Linked DNA regions of Zea mays: regions 2, 3 and 4 are each linked to region 1. Evidence: chromatin contacts called from public Hi-C data. All regions are on one chromosome and are shown on one strand. The core of a region is the stretch at or near the end of the contact, and the rest is flanking DNA. Distances in the headings are between cores, read along the strand shown.

Evidence for each region. Hi-C and Micro-C count contacts between places; a contact is called where the count stands out from the background.
Region 2: a contact with region 1 is called in a Hi-C map of leaf, with 2.4 times the contacts expected there. The contact joins the promoter of LOC100275414 here to the promoter of LOC100192898 in region 1. A contact is called at or near these places in 10 of 25 Hi-C or Micro-C datasets (bundle sheath, ear, endosperm and 3 more).
Region 3: a Hi-C map of leaf shows a contact between it and region 1, with 4 times the contacts expected there. The contact joins the promoter of LOC100274229 here to the promoter of LOC100192898 in region 1. A contact is called at or near these places in 5 of 25 Hi-C or Micro-C datasets (ear, leaf and an unstated tissue).
Region 4: a Hi-C map of leaf shows a contact between it and region 1, with 6 times the contacts expected there. The contact joins the promoter of LOC100280456 here to the promoter of LOC100192898 in region 1. A contact is called at or near these places in 6 of 25 Hi-C or Micro-C datasets (bundle sheath, ear, leaf and 1 more).

Annotation. Positions count from the first base shown.
Region 1 is chr1:41,164,371-41,166,958 of Zm-B73-REFERENCE-NAM-5.0, forward strand. It overlaps LOC100192898, which reads right to left and starts at 1,274. Exons shown (of 3, transcript NM_001350997.1): 1 at 1,128-1,274; 2 at 88-283. The coding sequence starts at 258. It overlaps LOC103634466 (beta-glucuronosyltransferase GlcAT14A), which reads right to left. Exons shown (of 5, transcript XR_004853117.1): 5 at 1,576-2,237.
Region 2 is chr1:41,366,345-41,368,932 of Zm-B73-REFERENCE-NAM-5.0, forward strand. LOC100275414 reads left to right here and starts at 1,296. Exons shown (of 6, transcript NM_001367377.1): 1 at 1,296-2,384; 2 at 2,476-2,529. The coding sequence starts at 1,384.
Region 3 is chr1:41,032,964-41,035,551 of Zm-B73-REFERENCE-NAM-5.0, forward strand. It overlaps LOC100274229, which reads right to left and starts at 1,316. Exons shown (of 9, transcript NM_001148600.1): 1 at 1,053-1,316; 2 at 900-961; 3 at 687-777; 4 at 499-582; 5 at 344-397; 6 at 59-243. The coding sequence starts at 1,106.
Region 4 is chr1:41,299,637-41,302,224 of Zm-B73-REFERENCE-NAM-5.0, forward strand. LOC100280456 reads right to left here and starts at 1,296. Exons shown (of 2, transcript NM_001153376.1): 1 at 1,095-1,296; 2 at 509-1,003. The coding sequence starts at 1,222. The coding sequence ends at 712.

The DNA.
Region 1 (2,588 bases), core at 24-2,523:
TTCAAAGCAGAAGAAAAATGTGAGCTTAACACTATGGCAGAACAAAGGCTACAGATGCAAAACACAAGTAGTGATGTGGATAATAACCTGAGCCTGAGAGCATGCAACCAAAAGATCTTTCTGCTTGATGCACTTGTCATCGTTCTGTTTGTTTAAGGCTAGGCAGTTGAGGAAGGCAACCATTTCCGGCATGCAGGGCTTCGCCATAGCACCAAACTTCTTTGGGTTTATGTACAAAGCACCGGCCTTCCGACCCATCCTGCTGCTTCACCTTCGCCTTCACCTTCATGGATTTGACCAATAGGTGTGATTAGCTCAACAGCGTGTATCCATAAATTCCACCTCAGCACCACAACACACACAGAAGAGCAATTATTCAAGGAGCAAAAAATCAATGTGGAAGATGAAATGTTTGAAGAAACCTGAGGTAGAAGTAGAACAAATGGTGCTTGAATAAATGTCTACTAGCTATGGCATGGACTACATGAACATCACGTGTTTAGCCAGTTTAAGCATACTGATTTGAATAGCACAAAGCAACCAAAGCATCAGACAATGTGATTCTGATAACAAGGGCCAATTTCTAACAGGTAGAAGCGTTAAACCGATAGAACGATTGTAGACGAATACTAGTATCAAACTTATAGCACGCAAGCGTGGATAAACAAGGTTAGAGTGCTTTCACTAATTGCTTCTGGTGGGGAGGCACAAATGCTTCGGTTACAGCGAATAATAAGTTGTTTGACAAGACATAGTGCAATTTTCTTCCTACCTATTCTGGTGTTCTTCCTAGTTTTAAAATAGCAGTGCTGAAAACAAGTGGGAGAGACTAATTTCCTTCGAAGAAGCATTTGGTCGAACAGCTTGCAGGCGCAAGCAAACTTGTCCCAGCAGGCGGGAATACCTCAACCCCGCAGAAGAGGCAACACAGCGGCGGTGAGGAGTAACGCCCCGGCACAGTGATGGACTCCCGGCAGACTACGTTGACAGGCGGGTCAGATCTGCCGAGTGGCAACCGGAATCAATGTGTGGGTATTCTTACAGCGGCGGCTCGAAGCTAAGTCCGGAAGGGGTAAGCCATGACGGGGGAAGGGAGGGGAGGTGAAGGCACCGAGACCCACGCGTACCTGGAGGAGGAGACGGCGACGGGCAGACTACCGGCGCGGCGACGGGGGTGCGGGAACCGGGGAGGCGGCGTTCTTGAGATCGTACGAGCAGTTTCTGGAAGGTGGGGCTGGAGCTGGAGCTGGACCGTGGATGTCCAAGTTGGGCTTAAGTGACTTTGACATGAGTGGGCCTTATTATTAAGAGACGGTGTTGCGAGAAAGCTATGTTCACAGCCCATTCAAATCATGCTGCAACGCTCAGGAATTTTATTTTCACCAATATTGCCGAGAAAATGTATATGAAAAATCTGCCGCACAAACCGAAGCGTTTTACTTCCAAGAGATGGAACAGGGTAGGAACAAAACGTCGAACAATCTCCTAAGACTGACTTCCTGAAAATTGCTGAAGTCTCTGATTATCATCGGTTGTTTAACATCCGTGGAAGCGATGAAACCGCAGTAGTACATGTATGGTCTCAAATCACTTTTGAGATAAGCTTTCCAGATGCAAGTATACAACAACACACTTGTATGTATGCCTAACTGCCGCAATAACTAGAAAGATTTCGTCAAACTTTGGCTTCTGAACAGTACCCACAAAATGCTACATGCAAAATGAGTCCTATTTACATTGTTTAGGCCTGAAGTTATCAGGTTCCAAAAGTTTCAACAACTTCTCTAGCTTGGCCGAACCTTTGGTCGGCCTGAGAATAAAGGATCTTCCCAAGAAGGTGCACGGATCTTTCCCGCCTACTGAGCTACCCAAACACCATCCACCCGGGGTGAAGCGGCCAGGTGCCCGGCCCAACAACTTGGCGTCAATCATATCCAGGACTGAATTGTCATTGGCGAAAGAGTGTGCAAATGGCGCCCCGTTGTTTGCCATCGCATCAAAATGCTCTGTTGTGAGGTTAACAGGGTGCGTCAGAGGGGGCTTATCCCAGGCCATGAACCGCAGGTCACTGTTGACAGTGGTGTTCTGGTAGTGCTCTGAGTTGCAGATCACTGTGTGGAAGTAGCCCTCTGAGGATGAGAGGAAGTTGGTGAAATACATCAGTAGTGTGCGAGGAAGGTTGTCCCATCGCAAGCAAAACTCCAGGAACGATCGACTAAGCATCACCCAAGATGAACCTGTAACAAAGGGGTTTGTCTTTGTTAGAAGTAAAATTTACAAGAAAAGAGCATGGCCTTAGCCACAATAATAAGGACCAAGGCAAACTAAACTTTGATCACAATGTTACAGATATAAAAAGGAATATAGTTTGGTATCTTTTCATTTTCTTAATATATCATATATAAAAACTACTACACAAATACCTAATAACTTCATTGTAGCAATTAGACAGACCTAAATTGGTACGACCAGTAATTTCATAACCATCTAAATAAACATTGGTGTGACCCATGGCAATTGACATCTATGTGTCTAATAGATGGGGCATTCAAATTACCACAGGCTTGCTCAAAGAGATTCTTCTGGCG
Region 2 (2,588 bases), core at 46-2,545, 200 kb after region 1:
TCTACCGAATTTTTTAGAGTTGGAACTATTCTAAACATGGCTTAAGTATACCATTCTTGGGAAAATATTTCTTCCGGTGGTGGAAAAGTTATTACGCGTTGCTATAGCACTATACAAGTCGAGTCTTATATATGAATCCCACTTGTTCCGCTGCTTTCCATATAAATGGTATTTAAAGATCTAACACATGGAGTCAGGGTCTCGATCTTTTTATAGCCTGTTGTCATCAGTAGACTTCAATAAATATACTACAAAACACATTGTAAGTAGAAGAGAAATTAAAATATAGATATTGTGATATGTCTTCTCGGTCATCTTACTCTTTTTTTTCTCTTCTTCCTTTTTTTTTCTCCTTCTCAGTGACAGATATCTATTTTTTTCGTCTCTTTTCTCTCACTCCCACCTGTGCTCGCGCGGCTCGCCTGATGCTGTGGCTGGTCGTGCGGCTTGCCTAATGCTGCGGCTGGTCGGTCCACCGTCCAGCGCGGCCGTCGGCGTCCATGGCTGCGCGGCAGGGAAGGCTCGCCAGTGCAGCAAGGAAGGGGTTCGCCGGCGCTACACGAGAGAGGCGCACGAGGGCGGTCAGGACCGAGCGGTGCGGCCGTGCGCGAGCCAGCGTTGGGGGCGGACCGCACGTGGCGTGGGATGGCATCGGGAGGGAAGAAAAGAAACTCCGTGACCATGGGGATGTACAAATCTAATATTTTTGTGAACAATTTTTTTGGGTAGATCTGGCCTTTAGATTCAGAGTTTTTTTTTGTCATTTTGGATCCAATGATTATATAATATTTGATTTTTAAAAATAATAATACGCAGAACTGAATTTGGTTTTATGTGCAGCGCTTTGAGCTGTCCCAGTCGCTTAGCCCACACCTACCCCATGCCTCTTGTCACTTGTACTCCAAAAGGAAATTGGACGTGGTCGTCTGCACTGTTTATTCGTTGTTACTTTCGAGGACGTTGGTGTTACCGCAATAAGTCGTTAATATCTAAAGTAGGATATGCTTTTCCTAATACGGTTTGCTGACATGGTGGCAGACTGGCAGTGGTCACACAATTGTCCCGGTGGCTCAGGACAACTCCTGTCAGGTTCCGACGACCTATAGCCTCCTATTCCACGTCAACGACACGGCTTGTGTCCGGCTGCCCGCTGGGGAGTGGGGGGTGAACTGGTGAAGTTTCGTGGCACCATCCAGTCTTCAGCACGCCGCACGCGAGGTCAAGTCGTCGCTGAAAAGCCATATAAAAAAAAAAAGGGAAACTCCCAATCAGCACGCACGTTTCAGCATCCAGTAGCTAGAGCTGCAGGCTGCAGCCGTCAGCCGCACCCGAGGCCGAGAGCCCAGAGCCGAGAGGCGAGTTGGGCGGCTGTGCTGGCCGGCCATGGCGAAGCCAGGCGGCAGCGATGAGTCGTGGGAGTACAGTCTGCGCAAGTATCTCCTGCTGCTGGCCACGCTGGTGGCCACGGTGACGTACGGTGCGGGGTTCAACCCCCCAGGCGGCGTCTGGCAGACTGCCGACCCCGCCGTCGACCGCATCGCCGGCGACCCCATCATCCGCGACACGAACTACGCCCGCTACCTGTCCTTCTTCTACAGCAACGCCACCGCCTTCGCCTCGTCGCTCGTGGTCATCGTCCTCGTCCTCATCCTGTCCGTGCTGCACGACAACGGGGGAATCACCATGCTCGCGCCGCTGCTCGGCGTCCTCCGGGCCGTCATGGTGCTGGACCTGCTCAGCCTCATGGGCGCCTACGCGGCGGGGACGTTCCGGGACACGCTCACGGCGGTCTACTCCCTGGTGCTGTCGGCCGGCGTCGTCGCCTACCTCGTGGCCCACCTGGCCCTGGCCTCGAGGGCGCCGGCGGCCGAGGACAAGAGGGGGCAGAGCGCGCCGGAGCGGCTCCGCAAGGTGCTCATGCTCCTCGCCACGTTCGCCGCGAGCGTCACGTACGTCGCCGGCCTCAGCGCGCCGGGCGGCTTCTGGGACCACTCCGAGGACGGCCACCGCCCGGGCGACGCGATCCTCAAGGGAGGGCCCCACGACGCGCGCCTCAAGGCCTTCTTCGTCTGCAACACCACGGCGTTCGTCGCGTCCCTGCTCATCCTCGTCATGCTCCTGGAGAAGAAGCTCTGCTTCAGCCAGAAGGTGCGCTCCTACGAGATCTACGGCTTCATCGCCGTCACGCTCATCAGCCTCCTGGGGGCGTATGCTGCCGGCAGCAGCCGCCAGATCGACACGACCATCTATGTGAGCGCTCTTGTTGGTGCTGTTGCCGTGTGCATTCTCATCCAAGTGGTTTTCGTTTTGCTCTTCCAAGCAAATTCGACCGAGGGGCAACAAACACGAACTCAAGGTCCCCTAACAAATAATGGCAATGGCAGGTACAGTACTGGCAGAGGGACCTTGGAATTCGGTGCAATTTGTTCGTTCTATCGCCATTTTAATCTCACCGATTTCTCTGTAATTTATCAGTGATGAGCGTCAGCAGACTCAAGGTCCGCAAACAAGCATGGACAGTAATGACAGGTACGATCGGAAGCACATAAGTGCTATCTTTTATCTAAATATATATACACACTGCAAAT
Region 3 (2,588 bases), core at 66-2,565, 130 kb before region 1:
AAAGTAATAATAAGAAAGATACCTAATATCAGAAAAATAAACAAGCCATGTTACAGACCCTATGTCAAATTTTAAGATGTTGTAAGAGCTCTCCTCACTGAGTAGACTAAGGAGGCCCTCACTCCGGGACCTGCAGGTAGCACCTGCCGAAGACAGTATTGCTGACACTCCATAACTAGCTTTACTAGCAGCTTCATGTTCCTTCAGAATAGTTTGCTTCAGGCTATCGGCAATAATTGGAACCTTAAGCACAGTACATAAAGATTAGTCGGCATCACCTTACTACCAATAGTAAGCAATGGAGCATGTTTATGCATGCAGGGTGACTGCAGAACAAGTTTACCTTTGAGTCTTTCAGGCGCAGAACATCACCAGTCATAGCAACACGAGGAGGTGTCTGTATTCAACAACAAGACTAAAGTGCTTGTACAAGCGATGCGAGAAAAGCAAACGAGCAACAAATTCAAAGGCATCAAGTTGAAATTCATAGAGAAGGACCTTCGATGGCTTCAATAAGCTCGCAACTCGGCCACGGATCGGACTGAATACTGCAAGAGACCCCCGCTCATCGATTATAATGTTCTATCAAACACAAGATTCCACACAAGCAACAAATTTTAATGCAGTTTGAACAGCAACTACTATTTACCGAACACCATAAGTAAATGAAGAATTAAGAGTTTTACAATGTTGTGCATGTCGTTCTCGGGGACAATCAAGTAGGGCGTGCCCTTATGGATCATGTAGTGCACCCTCGACGTGTAAATCTCATTCTTGCTGCCCAATAGCAGTATAGCACCCCCAACAAAAAAAAAAACAATCAGGACAAACAGCTCTTACCGTTGAGACCTTATGCGCACAAATACACAGATGAAATGATAAGATACGAGCGTACGCACCTTCCCTTGTTGTCAGCCTTGACAGTGTTGAGGTGGGCTTCCCAACCGGCGGCCAAGATGTTCTGCGAAACCAGGGGCGAGGGAAGTAAGAGAAAGAACAGCAGTAGCTAAGTGAGGTGCGAAACGGTCGCTGATATTGCTCGCGAGCAGTACCCGGCACTTGTGACTGACGGAGAGGGCGACCGATTTGACCTTCGCCACCGCCATGGCCACGCGCACCAACTGGTTTCCGCGGTGAGGGCTCCGCAAGACAGAGTGGCAGAGAGCACCCGGCGATTGGAAGAGCCAGCGCTGTATCCAACAAGTCAAACCCTCCAGAAGTCGGCCCCAGTTTCACCGCCGTCGATGGAGGTCTTCGTGAGTCACCAGCGACGTTAGAGGCGACCGGGAGAGGGGGGGAGAGGGCGGCTGGGAAGGGGAAGGACGAAGGATGCGCACTCGCAGTCGCAGACACAATGGGGCAGTGCGGCAGGATGAGTAGACGGCCAATGGGCCGATGGGCCAATGGGGTGCTAGACCTCCCTGCTGCTTGGACGCAAGGGCCCAGTTGCCTGTTGGTGCATAAGTTGCACACTTGCACCCCGTCCGACCGCGAACCGCTCGTGACTAGGGTGTAATCGGATGGGACACGAGCATTACTTGTTCCATATGCTTTCCCTATTTTCTCTTTAAATTTAGATTGAATATAGATATTATTAAATTATATCGGATAAAATTTCAATGCATATCAATATCTTATTTAACTTTGAGAATATGAATACTGATAAAGATCGGATATGGATCAGATACTAAGTACACATACTCGGATACGTATTGGATCTAAGCTCTTCTAGACGAATCGAATTCAAATACGAACGAATAATATTCTAACCATTTACACCTCTATTTGTGACTTGGTTGTCTTAGACTCTCGGTGCGATGCGTGGTCGTCAGTTCGTGAACGACTCTTTAGTCTGTGTCCAACAGTAAGGGCGATCTCAACTTAAAATTTAAGTGGAGGCGTCCGCTCAGGTATATATATATATATATATATATATATATATATATATATATATATATATATATATATATATATATATATATATATATATGGAAGAGGTAATGGAAGCCCTGGGCTTCCCCTACTAATGGAAGCCCCAGTCAGGACGCGGTCGACTCAGCACCCGCGTGCTTGCGTCAGCCATGCAGTCAACAGCCAAGATTCTAGGACGATAAGCGTAACGCAATATACGAATGCATATATATATGAATAAAGATGCGTAAAACATACATAAAGGAATCTTTTGAAGCCCGAATCACGTGGAACGAATATGACACTGTGGACAGCGTTTACGACTACATAATGACATGTACTTGACAGTATAAATCATGCAGTATGTGGTTCTGGTTCTGGCTCGGGCGGATTCCAGCGTAAACCGTGGGCTAAAACAGCGTAAATGAGTATGAAATTTAGCGTAAATCCTATATCTGTTTTGTAACAACAAATGGGGCCTAAAATTAAGCAGTCGATCGTGAGCGGGGTCCTGGCTCGGGCCGATTCCAGCGTAAAACGTGAGCTAAAATAACGTAAATGAGTACGAAATTTAGCGTAAATCCTATATCTGTTTTGTAACAGCAAACGGAGCCAAAAATTACGGCGTGAAAATCGCGTGCAGCCGACCGTGCGCGGGTTCTGGCTCGAATGATTTC
Region 4 (2,588 bases), core at 46-2,545, 140 kb after region 1:
AAGTTTGAATTCATTAGACTTATTTTATAAACTTGATCTCACAAACTCTCTTATTTGGACTCTGTATGATGGAATTATGTCATTTTATAATCTATGTTCATTCAGTTAATCGTTGTGAACTCTCTTATAATCGCTCACTTCATTGACCGTGTTGTACCAAGACATATTTGCATGAAATAAATAATAACATCAGTTAGCCAAATCAAAAAATATATTATACAGAGAATGAAGACAATCAATAAAAAATCTTAAATTTTTTTATGGATAGTTTACGTGGGCGGAGACAATCAATAAAAATTCTTGAATTTTTTTATGGATAGTTTACGTGGGTATTGTTGTATGCCGTCGCAACGCACGGTCAACCGACTAGTCTACCATTATATTTGAAACAAATATACATTATATTTGAAACAAATATAAGTATATATTTTTCTACCATTGTATTTGAAGAAATATAAGAACTAAGACACGGATTTAGAAGTCTCTATTCATTAATTGTACAGATCAATGGAAACAGGGACGAGATGGCGCTTTTTGTATTCACTGCTCCACGGTTCCATTTACATCTTCCACGGTCCTACCTCTCCCAAGACAAACATGACCTGCACAACGATTATATTTATTTTTTTGGTACACGTGTAGACGTGTAGTATACGAGACATGCATGGGAAAGGCTGATCGATCGACCGATGGTGATGCAGCGGAATGCGACTACTCTCGCACGTAGCTCGCGATGCGCACGATGTTGCCGTCCATGTCCCGCACGAAGCCGGACTTCTGGCCCCAGGGCTTGTCCTCCGGCGCGCTCACGGCCACGGCCCCGTTGTCCACGGCGCGCTTGTACGCCGCGTCGACGTCCGCGTAGGCGAAGCAGACCTCTACGGAGCCCCTCCCGGCGGCCGACGAGTCCGGCAGCTGCACCGCCCCCGACAGCTCGTCCGTCTCCCGCTGGTGCAGCGGCGTGAACGCGATGGTCGTCGCCCCGCTCTCCAGCTCCGCCCACCTGCAAAGTAAACCCAGAAAGGCGCGCAGATGCGGCAGATTAGGCGCGCATCCGGATCAGGCGGGCACAGGCGCGCGCGCACGCGTTTTACTTGCGGGACTGGTCGAGGCGGCGGACGGTGTAGCCGAAGGCGGCGTCGTAGAAGGAGGCGGCCTTCTCCACGTCCCTCACGTACAAGATGATGTAGGCCAGTTTGGGTTTCGGGCCACCGGAGGCCATGGCTCGTTGCTTCTTCTTCCTAGCGCTCCTTTGCAACTAAATGTTAGCTTGGTGCCCTCCAGTCCAGAGTCCAGACGGCCTGAGCCCCCTGCCCCGCCCTTTTATGCACGCGGGCGGCAGGTTCCACGGCGTGGGACGAGGTGGCACGCATGCAAGCGGCGAGATGCCCGCTAGCTTCCACGTTGTCACCGTTACTCGGTGCCTCGGTGTCACATGCGACATATTAGGTAATCCTGTGTACGATTTCCTTTCCGATTCATGTATGTATATTTCTTCAACTATTTTTAGCTAGCTAGAAAACTGCGCTGAGACAAATACTAGCTGCAGCGGCATACTTTAACAACTACGCCCCTCCGTGCCCCGTGTACAGGCTGCGTCTAGTGCATCATCTCGCTATTTTCGCCGCCACCGCCGGGGCCGGGAGCATGCTGCTGTTGCCGTCCGGGACGACTTCGCAGGTAAGGCCGACTTGTCCCCGCGCGCCGGTTGTCGACTCTCTGCTGCCGTCAACGCATGGTACTCGTCACCACCTATCTCCAGCCAGATCCATGCTTGTTCAGATCAGTTCCTCCACCCTCCCAAGTCCCAACCCCAGATTGGGGGCTACAGCATGTGCTCGCTCCTCCGCTGGGCCATCAAGCTCGAGGAAGGAGACCCAGTATTGCCACTCCGCCATTCATCTGCGCTCAGCTCGTGGAAGGAGAGCAAGACACCAGAGTGGAAGGAGAGCATCTGCCCGGCCTCAAGCCCACCGTTCGAGCTCGCCGAGTGCTCGTTCTCGAGCGCATGTCCCTTCATGTAGGGCCGCACTCCTACCTAGATTGGCTACCGTCATCGATGACAGTGGCCGATCTTAGTGCTAACAGAGGCCTCGTCTCTAGCAGGAGCCGTCATCTGGGCTACCCGTTATCACCGGACACGTCGTCGTCAAAAGTACTCCCTCTTCAGACCATATTGCCAATGTCATCGGATGTTGTTGCAAAGAGCAAGTCAAAGAGGAGCTTTGACTTCGAGAGGTGGGCTCGGCCAGGTGTTATCGCTACCTCGCACATGATCACCAAGTTAGCTCACGCAAGAACTTTCTTCCGTTGCATTCGGTGTCGCTGCCTTGGTCATCAGGAGCGGCATTGTCACTTTCGGTCTTCCTCTCGTGCTCGTCGAGTTAAGTCCTCTGTCCAATGTGATCATCCTGAACAATCAGGGACTTGGAGTACTGAGGTAGTGGCCAAGTCTTCGCCAAGTACGTTGTTGTCAGCTGACACCGTCGCCAAGTCTCAATCACATGGACATCTCAATCCCCCGTCGGCTTCTCAACCATCGGTTTCCGTGGTGAGGACGACGATCATGTTTGTCGTTGGTGTTGTGC